Regions from separate parts of the Pan troglodytes genome. Here regions 1, 2 and 4 are each linked to region 3. A link is a contact called in public Hi-C and HiChIP or PLAC-seq data. All regions are on one chromosome and are shown on one strand. Each heading gives the region's core, a stretch centred on a gene start, on an enhancer-like site or on the middle of the called end of the contact. The rest is flanking DNA. Distances are from core to core; before and after follow the strand shown.

The links. Hi-C and Micro-C count contacts between places; a contact is called where the count stands out from the background. HiChIP or PLAC-seq counts read pairs in DNA pulled down with a chosen protein or histone mark.
Region 1: a contact with region 3 is called in a Hi-C map of stem cell-derived neural progenitor cells, with 4 times the contacts expected there. The contact joins the enhancer-like site here to the promoter of RAI14 in region 3. A contact is called at or near these places in 2 of 7 Hi-C or Micro-C datasets (blood and stem cell-derived neural progenitor cells), 1 of 1 datasets of contacts at active chromatin or transcription factors (stem cell-derived excitatory neurons) and 1 of 1 other capture datasets (stem cell-derived neural stem cells).
Region 2: a contact with region 3 is called in an H3K4me3 HiChIP or PLAC-seq map of stem cell-derived excitatory neurons, with 4 times the contacts expected there. The contact joins the promoter of TTC23L here to the promoter of RAI14 in region 3. A contact is called at or near these places in 2 of 7 Hi-C or Micro-C datasets (induced pluripotent stem cells and stem cell-derived neural progenitor cells) and 1 of 1 datasets of contacts at active chromatin or transcription factors (stem cell-derived excitatory neurons).
Region 4: a contact with region 3 is called in a Hi-C map of stem cell-derived neural progenitor cells, with 2.7 times the contacts expected there. The contact joins the enhancer-like site here to the promoter of RAI14 in region 3. A contact is called at or near these places in 1 of 7 Hi-C or Micro-C datasets (stem cell-derived neural progenitor cells) and 1 of 1 datasets of contacts at active chromatin or transcription factors (stem cell-derived excitatory neurons).

Annotation. Positions count from the first base shown.
Region 1 is chr4:78,264,800-78,267,499 of NHGRI_mPanTro3-v2.0_pri, reverse strand. No RefSeq gene overlaps it. Among named protein-coding and RNA genes, the nearest start is that of RAI14, 130 kb to the right of the region's middle. Within about 2 kb of position 1,294, at least 4 of the 24 cell types and tissues checked have an H3K27ac peak or open chromatin away from gene starts, as enhancers often do. A contact at or near this core is called in stem cell-derived neural progenitor cells, where this site is marked.
Region 2 is chr4:77,949,540-77,952,239 of NHGRI_mPanTro3-v2.0_pri, reverse strand. It overlaps TTC23L (tetratricopeptide repeat domain 23 like), which reads left to right and starts at 1,411. Exons shown (of 11, transcript XR_001717770.4): 1 at 1,411-1,524.
Region 3 is chr4:78,132,775-78,135,474 of NHGRI_mPanTro3-v2.0_pri, reverse strand. It overlaps RAI14 (retinoic acid induced 14), which reads left to right and starts at 1,438. Exons shown (of 17, transcript XM_016953458.3): 1 at 1,438-1,560.
Region 4 is chr4:77,976,804-77,979,503 of NHGRI_mPanTro3-v2.0_pri, reverse strand. It overlaps RAI14 (retinoic acid induced 14), which reads left to right. Exons shown (of 17, transcript XM_016953458.3): 8 at 639-745; 9 at 1,393-1,571; 10 at 1,806-1,834. Among named protein-coding and RNA genes, the nearest start is that of TTC23L, 27 kb to the right of the region's middle. Within about 2 kb of position 1,438, at least 5 of the 24 cell types and tissues checked have an H3K27ac peak or open chromatin away from gene starts, as enhancers often do. A contact at or near this core is called in stem cell-derived neural progenitor cells, where this site is marked.

The DNA.
Region 1 (2,700 bases), core at 45-2,544, 130 kb before region 3:
AAGGCTCAGACCAGGGCAGAGAGGAGGTTAGAGCAGGTCCAGGTGTGGTGAAGGAGGGGCATGGCAACTAGTTTCATCTTTGTGCTTTGTCAACACAAAGACTAAACTAGGTCTGGGTGCGGTGGCTCATGCCTGTGATCCCAGCACTTTGGGAGGCTGAGGCGCGGATCACCTGAGGTCAGAAGTTCAGACCAGCTTGGCCAACACATTTTCCACTTATTTTCACCACAAACAGCTGTATTATCAGCATTATTATTTTTGAACTTTGTCAGTCTTGGTAACATAGAAATATTTACTTATAATTCCTTGGTGAAGTAACAGGAGTGTTGCTGTTACCGGAAAGGGGTCTGGATCCAGACCCCAAGCGAGAGTTCTTGAATCTTGTGCAAGAAAGAATTCAGGGTGAGTCCATAAAGTGAAAGCAAGTTTATTGGGAAAGTGAAGGAATAAAAGAATGGCTACTCCATAGGCAGAGCAGCCCCGAGGGCTGCTGGTTGCCCATTTTTATGGTTATTTCTTGATGATATGCTGAACAAGGGGTGGATTATTCATGCGTCCCCTTTTTAGACCTTATCGGGTAACTTCCTGTCGTTGCCATGGCATTTATAAACTGTCATGCGCTGGTGAGAGTGTAGCAGTGAGGATGGCCAGAGGTCACTCTCGCCACCATCTTGGTTTCGGTGGGTTTTAGTCGGCTTCTTTACTGCAACCTGTTTTATCAGCAAGGTCTTTATGACCTGTACCTTGTGCTGACCTCCTGTCTCATCCTGTGACTTAGAATGCCTAACTGCCTGGGAATGTAGCCCAGCAGGTTTCAGCCTTATTTCACCCAGCCCCTCTTCAAGATGGAGTTGCTCTGGTTCAAAAGCCTCTGACACTATTGTTCTCAGCTTTTCAGTTGTCCTTACCAAGCTTTCTTTCAGAGGCCTCTCTCTCAAGACACCCTTGTATCTTGTGACGTGAAATAGGAGAGAAAGTGGAAGAAGCTGGGTGGAGAAAATGAAGGCAGGAGCCCTTCTTCTTACCAACAGAACAACTGTGGTTTAAAAAAAAGGAAATGGAATGAGAACTATGGAGGGAATTTTGCAGATAGGTTCTTAGGCTCTCTGGGACTAATGACATGGAGTGAAGGAAAATGTTTGGTCTTAGAGATGGTAAACAGGTGACTTACACAGAACAAAGAGATGTGATAAAAGAGGAAATGTTAAGGAATTTGAATTGAGTACTGACAAAGACTGTTACTGTTGTCCTTATGCATTGGGCAAAGTGGGCTGCAGAATTGCTCGACCTTCTAGGTGAAGTTAATGTTGGCCGCTAGGTGGCAATCACATGTCTTCAATAACCGAAGACATCGCAGGCCTGAGTAACTGGCCTTCCTGGTGAGTTTCATCAGTCCATCCACTGTCAGAGAATTATAGTTTCAAAGTCTGCTTGGATGCATTTTAATATTAAATCAACTTGTGAGTGCTCATTATGATTCGTCAAAATCATGGCCCCAAGCAGCTACTGTTTTCAAAGTAAGTGATGTGTGGTTTTCCTTCCACTGTTTGGGTGTTTACACTTAGAGCTTCCTCCTACTTCTTCTCCTTAGGAACTTGACACTATTTCTGCCATAGAAATGATATTCCAGGCAACTATTTCTTACAAAAAGAATAAATAGAACAGGTCTTGGGTCTGAAACAATTGGCCAGCTGAGATTTTGTTTTGTATTCATTTGGTTTTCCTGCTTGGTAGATTTAAACAAAGCTTTCCAACATTTTACTTTCGAAGCAAGATTCACACTGAAAAAACCATGTTACAGCACAATGTTGTAGACGCTAATCTATTCTGATGGATGTGTTTTTTATAGGTCTTCTTCATTTGATTTAATATATATTTAAAACTGAGTTTGTCTGCCTGGTGAGAGATGAAGGAAATACAAATATAATCACTTTACAAAATAAATGCCTAAGATGGGGAACACTCAGCATATAGTGTTTATATATATTCACACACCAAGAAATAATCAAATATAATGATGCCAGCATTGATCGTAGATTTTCATAGCCACATATTTCTTGAGTGGTTTGTGCTAGCAAGGGAGACCCAGAGAGTCAGATGCACTCAAGCTTTTGTAATGAGGTGGTGCAGCATCTTCAATCCCCAGGGTATCTCCTATAACTTTCTACAGGATCTGATGCCATGCTAGAGAGTTGCAAAGCTCTGAATAGCTTTACTTACATAGAGTGTTGGGTGTTTTGAGATTTATTTTGGAAGAGAAAGGAGAGAAGTTTCTCTGAGACATAGCAGGTCATATGTGGCTGAGCCTACAGCAAGGCCAATGAAAGTGATTATGAGTCACTCATAGCCTAGGAGTGTGTCCCAACAGATATTTCTGATTTGGCCCCAGGCCACCATCAGACTATGTTGTCTTAAGTTGTCATATCTGGTAACTGCAAAAACAAACCATTTTAGCTATCATATAAGATATTGTCATATAAGTATTGACCTCTTCAAATGAATAATGGTCTCAAGACCTTCAAACAAGAAGTGGTGCTAAGGTTGCATATAAGCATTACATATCGATGAAAACATTGATCACAGACATATTACAGCTGAGTACCAAGAGCTACTGGAGTCACAGCAACATCAGTTCTGGATTATCAATGTTTATGTCCAAAGGGGAGATAAACTGTTGACAGGGTAGTAGTCAGGGTAAGT
Region 2 (2,700 bases), core at 162-2,661, 180 kb after region 3:
CTGGTTCTTCTCTTCACAATTATCAGCAAAAGCAAAGGTTTAGAAAAGAGACATTACCTTTAATATACTTAGAAACAATCTCACAGCCATTTCCTAGAATGAAAGAACATTAAAACCTTTCAATTTGATGACCAACTTAACAAGGGGTAAAAGAAATAAATGTTGGAGAACAGGAAACAGGTTCTTCCTTTTTACTCCCATACATGTTAAATACTGTTCATAGAGTCACAAAAATCGTTTACCCCTTACAGAAACCTGGAACCAGAAGGCCCTTCAGAAAGCAAGTGGTACAAAAACCTTCACCGTATAGGCAAGAAAATTGGGACCCACTGGCCGTGACTCGGCCCAGGCTACAGAGTCAAAACCAGAACCTTGACATTCTGAAATCAGGTTCATTGCTGTCATCATTGTTCCATGCTGAGAGTTTTCTTAGGAAAAAGAATAAAGTGGGGGAATCTTTCCAAAATTGTGACTATGGAGCTCGAAAGTACAGATTTAAATCTTGAGTTAACAGACCATACAGGTTTTACTTAAGAGATATTCAAGAAAACTCATTTAAATAACTCCTCCAACCTAACTCCAAAAAGGCTTTCTTGGCAGTCTTGGATCAATGGCAATTAAACTTCCAGCCTAGAGCTGGAAATAACAAACATCAAACGTAAACACCATCTTTCACATTCTCAGTGTTCTCCTTGTCTCTCTACCTAGTCTGCTCTTTTCTGAAAACAACTGGGACACATTCACTCCAACTTGACTTGCCATGGGCCTAGTCTATGATAGGGTTCATAATAACATCCTTCAACATAGCGTTGCAAGAGCTGGCGCTGTTTGTTTGGGTATGGCCACAATTGCCTCTGCACCTTGTGTGTATTACACACACTGTGTATTCCATGCCAACGAAGGGGTAAGATATGGCTGCATTATTTAGGGCTAAGTGCTAAATAAATAATGAACAGCTAACCATTAGCAGATCTAGTAGTCGATTTCTTACCCTACTCTCTTCCTGCAATCAGCTTTCCTAACCATGCCTAGCTCCAATCTTACTGGGTAACACAGACGGTGCCAGCACAGTCAACAGCCATATCTAAGCCTTTCCTCTGGGGTCCATAAAAACAAAACTCCCGAGGAGCTGTGGGGGTGCACCGTGGCCAGGGATCGTCGCCGAATACAGCCCGCACACGTCGCAGCTTTAAATAAGTAGGGCCGTGGGGCCCGGCGCTCCCTTCCATCCTTGGACGGAATGTATCTTCTCTTCCTACGCCTTCACCTCCGAGGGGTAAGGTCTCGTGAGATACAATATGCAGACGCCAATTTTGGGGCGAGCCGGAGGCCGTGCCCGTCTAACCTGCGGTGACGGGAAAGCGGAGGGTAAGGCAAGAGCTGCTGTAGGCGCCAGCCAACAGGGACTCTCCGAACCGGAAGTGCCCCGCGTCGCCATGGCTACAGGCGCTCCCAGCAGAACCCGTAGCGTTCCGTTCCCATGGCAACGGTATTGTCTCCTGGGCCGGACCCGGGTCGCGGAAGGTAACTGGGGACCTCGCAGGCTGTGCAGCTTTCGCGAGGCACCGCTTTGGCGCCCGGACCGAGGTGCGCCAGGGTCAGGAGGCCGACGCAGCGGGAGGAAGCAGCGCAGTCGGGCTCAGGGAGCTGGGAGGCTGGTTCCGGGGCGTGGTTGCCCCGCCTTGAGCCAGGTGCGCCTTGCGCACTCGCGCGTTCTCTTAGAGCCTCCGCGGCAGAGAGGCTCTCAGAGCTCGACCTGCGGAGTCAGGGCTTACAGATTTGCCGCGGAACCACAGCGGGAAAAGAGGAGCGATTCGTCCCTGAGGGGTTCAGGGCGGTGCGGAACGTCATAGGAACAGAGTCCGGGAGTTTGAGAGATCAGAACTCCTTGTTGTGGGCATAGTGTTTAAAGTGGAGGTTAAAGAGAGGAATTAGTGAGTCTCCCTTTCTGATTTTCGGATAATGGATGCTCTGGAGCCTGGATCAGAAAGCCTCTCAGGGCTCGGCGGGAATTAGTGATTCTGGAGGGTGAAAAGAGAGGCGACTTGGTGGATGTTAACATTCAATAAGTAACTGCGTTCGATTTGGATTTGATTTAAGCGACTGGCATAGCCTTCCTTGAGAGTTGAATTTCACAAATACTGTATTTAGAAATCACATTTTTCGTCATGTGCTTCCGAGGTTTCCCCCATCATCTAACAGCAACAACTAAAACAGACACATGAATTTCATTTTATTGTTTTATTTTGAGACGGAGTCTCGCTCTGTCGCCCAGGCTGGAGTGCAGTGGCGCAATCTCCGCCTCCCGGGTTCAAGCGATTCTCCTGCCTCAACCTCCAGAGTAGCTGGAACTACAGGCGTGCACCACCACAGCCGACTATATTTTGTATTTTTAGTAGAGACGGGGTTTCACCCTGTTGGCCAGGCTGGTCTCGAACTCCTGAACTCGGGTGATCCACCCGCCTCGGCTTCCCACAGTGCTGGGATTACAGGCGTGAGCCTCTGTACCCGCCTTGTGACCCCTTTACTAGAATCTGCTATTAATTAGTGAAATGACCCCAGGGGGAAAAAAAAAGGCAGAATTAACCAATACACTGGCTGTGCTTCGTTTACCACTGAGAGTTGGTTGCTTTGCTTAAATCCATCACGCCGTCAGACCTGCAAAAACAATATCTGAGTTAAGTAGGTGACCATAGTTTT
Region 3 (2,700 bases), core at 189-2,688:
AAATTGCCAGCATTAAACCAAAAGAATGTTGGCCAGTTCACGTTTCTTTTACAGTGTGACTTTGAGAGGGATAAAGGACAGGAAGAGGAGTGTACATCTTGCTTTAGCTGTTCCTCACTTGGCTAAGGAACTTTTGCTGTATAATGGTAGGAAGTGAAGACCCTGCAGCTAGTTACAAGGCTTTTGATGCTTGTTTGTCAAGTTCAACTGTTAAAGGGGAGATAGGCTCTTCCCTAGTAGGGAGAGGGAGGAAGGAAAGGGGGATGGGGCGGGGGGAGGGAACAGGTAAAATCTGCCATATAAATGTTAGTATGTAGCTGACACGTTATAAACTGAGCTGTTAGGGTGAATTTCAATTTTGTTGGAATCGACCTTTTTTCCCTCTTAAGTTCAATTGACTTACAGTAGATCCCAGAAGGAACTCAATACGTTATTTATTCTAGAAAGCTTTCTTCCCTGAGCAAAGGAGGCAGAGCTAACGAGGAGAAGGGAGGAGCTTAGGTGAACAGAACTGAAGTCACAGCTGGTTAGCATGACTAGAATGCATGGAAAAGCCAGCCCAAATTAGATGAGTGGGTAGATAGAGAGCTTTGAAATCCTTGGAATTAATGGTGGAGTCCATCGTAATTCAAAGGTCGGGCCTTAGTGGGCTGGGATAGGGAGAGAAGCTGTCGGGGACCTGCGGCAGTGAGCCTGTACCCCGTGGCTTCTCACACACTATTTTGAAGGCGTTCCCATGCGCAATCTCGCCTGTCAGTTCAGGCTGTAGGTTTCTTCTTTCTAACTCCTCAGCAGAACAACACTGAACGGTGGTAGTCTTGCCTTGCCACCCAATGAGTGCTAGAAAACAGTCACTTCAACCAATTGGTTCAGTCCGGAGAACGTGAGCACATTCCACTTTACTTTCTGTTCAATGATTTTGGAAAACAACCTTTTAGATTCTGGTCAGAAGGGGCTTGGATCCGTGACTTTGAAACACTCGCCACTACCACAAACGACTTTGGAAGTTAATCAGAAATAAGCAGTATCTCATCCGTCCTAAACCCAGGGGTCAGAGCGTGGGGGGCTTCCACTAACTTCAGGTTAAGAGGATGAAACAGATCCGCGGAGAAGGGTCCCACGATCCCTGGAGACTAAAAGCAAGCCACGAACAGCCGGGACGCGCGGGCCCGGAGGATGCGCCGGGGGCTGGAGGGCGGGGAGCACCCCCCGCAGGTCCCGGCCAGAGCCCGGGGCCGGGTCACCTGACTCGCGGAATTTGGGGCCGCGCGGGGTGGAATGGGAGGGGAATGGTTAGCGCCTCCCTTCCCGCTCCCACTGGATCCAGGTCGGCGGGGGCCGGCGCCCGGCGGCCACGTGGTGGTGCTGCCGCTGCCCCCGCCCCGCCGGCCTAGCCCGGGAGCTCGGCGCCCACTGACCCCCGCAGCGGGGGAGGAGGAGGGACTGCGGCGCAGGAAGCCGAGCAGGAAGCGAGCCCGGCGGCCGCGTTTTCCTGGGGAAGCGGCGGGCGGGGTGGAGCAGCCAGCTGGGTCCGGGGAGCGCCGCCGCCGCCTCGATGGGGTGAGTGCGCGGCACTGAGTTGGGAGGCTCCCGGCGCGGGGTCCCGGGCTCGTGTCCCCGCCTTTGTGTCTGGAGCTCGGGCGCGGGAGGCGCTGGGGACGGCGCCCGGGCGGAGCGGCTGAGCGGGCTGCAGCCGGGGTCCCGCCACCTCTCCCTGGTCCACCGCCGGCAGCCCACTCACTGTCTGCGGAGAGCAGATCTGGGGACAAGAGGAAGGAGAGGAAGGTGGAGATGAGGGTAGAGCGGGAGGACCCGGCCAAGTTAGGAGAAGGGTTCTTCCCGGGTCCTCCGCGACTCGCAGGCCGGCTGGGGCGGGGCGCGGGGCAGGGGCCGCGGCGGAGGGAGCGCGGGTGGGAATGAATGAGCAGACCTGGAGGTGCACCCTGGAGTCTGCGCCGGGTCCCACCTGCTTCGCCCCGCGCGGCGCCTCGCTGCCCCCGCGTCGGTGCTGCTGAGCCCAATCCGCCTCCCGGCTGAACTTGGAGGAGGTGGGGAGGGAGATGCGAGCGGGAGACTCCGGGTGGCTCCCAGGATGCGGGGTCCGCTATTGTTCCTCCTCTGACTCCAGGGAGCCCCTCGGCCGGCCCAAGGACGGGGGCGAGACCCCTCCGGGCCTGCTCCTGCCCCCTACCTTGTTTTCCCCGCCGCAGCTCGGGGAGAACGGATGCTGGAGTTGGGGCAGAATCGGGGCCGCCGGGACTTCGGGAGTAAGGAGGACGTGGAGCCACCAGAAAGGCGCCCGCCATCTCCCGCGACCCCTGCCTGGTGGGGGGTGAGGGGGTGGGGTGTCGTCCTCAACCACCTTCGCTGCCTTCTTGGGCAGGTTGGTGTCCTCGGTTTAGTTTCTGCGGTTTGCAGGGTTGACATCCTAACTCCTTTGAGTTTCGCATCCCCCTTTTGTGGAGGGGGCTCAGAGCCTGGAGAAGCAGCAGACGGGGAATTAAGGCAGATACAGCCCAGCACAGCGTGGAGGAGTCCGAAGTGGCCTCACGGGGGCCTGAGCATGGCTGTCTTTCCAGGCTCCTCTTTATTTGCCAGGAGCCCAGCTAAGCCCAACTTTACTCCCAGAAATGTTGAGGGGAATCTGCGGACTCGAGGCCCCTCGCCTCGGGACCAGCGGCTTCTCTTCGCCGCAGCTCA
Region 4 (2,700 bases), core at 189-2,688, 160 kb after region 3:
CTGACATAGTTTGTATATGAGTTGGAGACCTAGATTTCCTTTTTCCCAAAGGGGTTGCAATTGTCATGACATAATTATTCTTTCTATCCATTTCTTTATCTAGTCATGTGTTAGTAACAGACGTAGGCTCTTAATTTATGTTATATTTTGATACATAGCAAGATTACTAAAGGGTACACTTTCTGGTAAAAGTGGAATGGCAGGATATATAATGATTAGTGCACTGGGAATAAGCTGCCTACAGGGCAGTGGGATCTTCTGGTGTCGTGCGGAGACACGCCCTTCCTTTCTCCAGCACCGTCCCTCAGTATACCCAGTACACTTGCCTTGAGCCTTTACACACTTTGTGTTCTGTCCTCTCTCACAATCACCCAAACAGTGATAGCCAAGGGCATAAGCAGCCGCAAGAAGCTGGAGCTCCTATGTAAAAGCTAGCATTCAGTAAAATTCCATAACAAGAGTTGTGCCAACATACAATCGTGACTCTATAGGGGTACAGAATATCAGGTTGGACCAGATATTAGATCAGCAGTCAGCAGTCCAAGTCAGGAGAAAAACGTGCAAAAAACAGGGGCTGACTTTTGCAATTCTGGCATTTTGTGCCTGAGGTAAAATCTAAATCTGAATTTGTCTCCTAGGATGGGAATATACCGCTGCTTCTTGCTGTACAAAATGGTCACAGTGAGATCTGTCACTTTCTCCTGGATCATGGAGCAGATGTCAATTCCAGGAACAAAAGTGGAAGGTACTCCAGAATTAGGCAGAAATCATGTGACTTCAGTGATACCCACATTCTGAGAGTATTTCAAAATATCACAGCTATATTTTGGATCATTTGTTATAAGGGATTTTTAACTTCTTACCTTTTTAAAGTTCTACTGTTTCTGATAATCAAGAATCTATGTTGACTTTAAAGCAATTTTCCCCAGACATCTGTGGACATCATTGCTGGCTAAGTCTGTGAGGAGACTATTAAATGCTAATGTGAATAAACAATTTCCTGTGACTTTCTATGCAAAATAAAACAAACCTATTGGTTGTTTTGGAGAAATGGTCTTAGAAATATATATGTTATTTAAAATGCTTGAGGTAAAACAAGGATAAGATTCATGCCAGTCATATTAAATCCCATCATATTATGCCAAATAGTATAGAAGATTGTGTTGTTTGACAAAATGTGGTTTAATGTTTTGATTTAATCTGAAGTTTAAAAAAAAAAAAAACACCTAATTTCATCTTGATTGCATTCCACTTCGAATTCCCTGAAGATTAAGTGTAATAAAGGTTTAACTGCACTTAATCTTCTTTTCTCTTTTTTTAAGACAACTGATTTCCCAAGAAAGACTTTTTACATTCTCTTAGTACTAATTTTGTGTCTCTTTTTTCCTTTAGAACTGCTCTCATGCTGGCCTGCGAGATTGGCAGCTCTAACGCTGTGGAAGCCTTAATTAAAAAGGGTGCAGACCTAAACCTTGTAGATTCTCTTGGATACAATGCCTTACATTATTCCAAACTCTCAGAAAATGCAGGAATTCAAAGCCTTCTATTATCAAAAATCTCTCAGGATGCTGGTATGTAAAAGAAAATAGCCAATGTTGTTTTAAGTTTATCCACTCCATTTTCCCCAAAGGATAAAGGAATGTGTGCAATATGATATATTTTATTATTCTTTTAAACATATTCTTGAAAAAAAATGGAGTGTTAAAAAATATTGTATATGGTGTATGTGTGTGTATCCCCCCACCCAAAGTGAATATGAATCATTATGCTTCTTATAGTTCTTTTTTTCACTTTTTCCTCTATAGATTTAAAGACCCCAACAAAACCAAAGCAGGTATTTATCTTTGGGGGAGGCTTCTATGTTTCATTTATGCTTGTGGGAATTTAAAAATGTTCAGATTTAACCACTCTGGTCCACTAGTAAAGTAATAAAGACTATATTGAAAATACTTAGGGACTGAAATATCTTTGAATAAATAAGTCATTGTTATAAGGTGTTAAAGGTTGCCGGGCTGGGCCGGTGGCTCACGCCTGTAATCCCAGCACTTTGGGAGGCCGAGGCTGGTGGATCACCTGAGGTCGGGAGTTCAAGACCACCCTGACCAACATGGAGAAACCCCGCCTCTACTACAATTACAAAATTAGCCGGGCATGGTGGTGCATGCCTGTAATCCCAGCTGCTCGGGAGGCTGAGGCAGGAGAATCACTTGAACCCGGGAGGCGGAGGTTGCGGTGAGCTGAGATTGCACGATTGCACTCCATCCTGGGCAACAAGAGTGAAACTCCTTCTCAAAAAAAAAAGGTGGTAAAGGTTTCCTTAATAATTTGCTTTATTTCAAAAGCATGTAACTTTAAACTTGCTACTTATATGTTCATCTTTTTCTGAAATGTACTAACTCATACTTCCTATTGGTGTGAAAATGTTTGATGTGGCTTAAACTCTGTGACTGAATAACACTGTTTTAAATACTTGTAATATCACATGGGCTACAGAGCTACAGCCAGAAAATGTTAGCTATTTAATGAAAATAAGAGAATTTAGCCTTTTCTTTTAATTAGGGTTTTTCTAGAATGTCATGTGGTGTTACACAAAGTAGAAATTGAGTTTGCCCTGTTATTGTGTAGTTTTTTCTAAAAATATATTGTCACTATCTGTTTTTTTGATGAACAGTATATGTTTGGTTGTTTATTTATTTACAC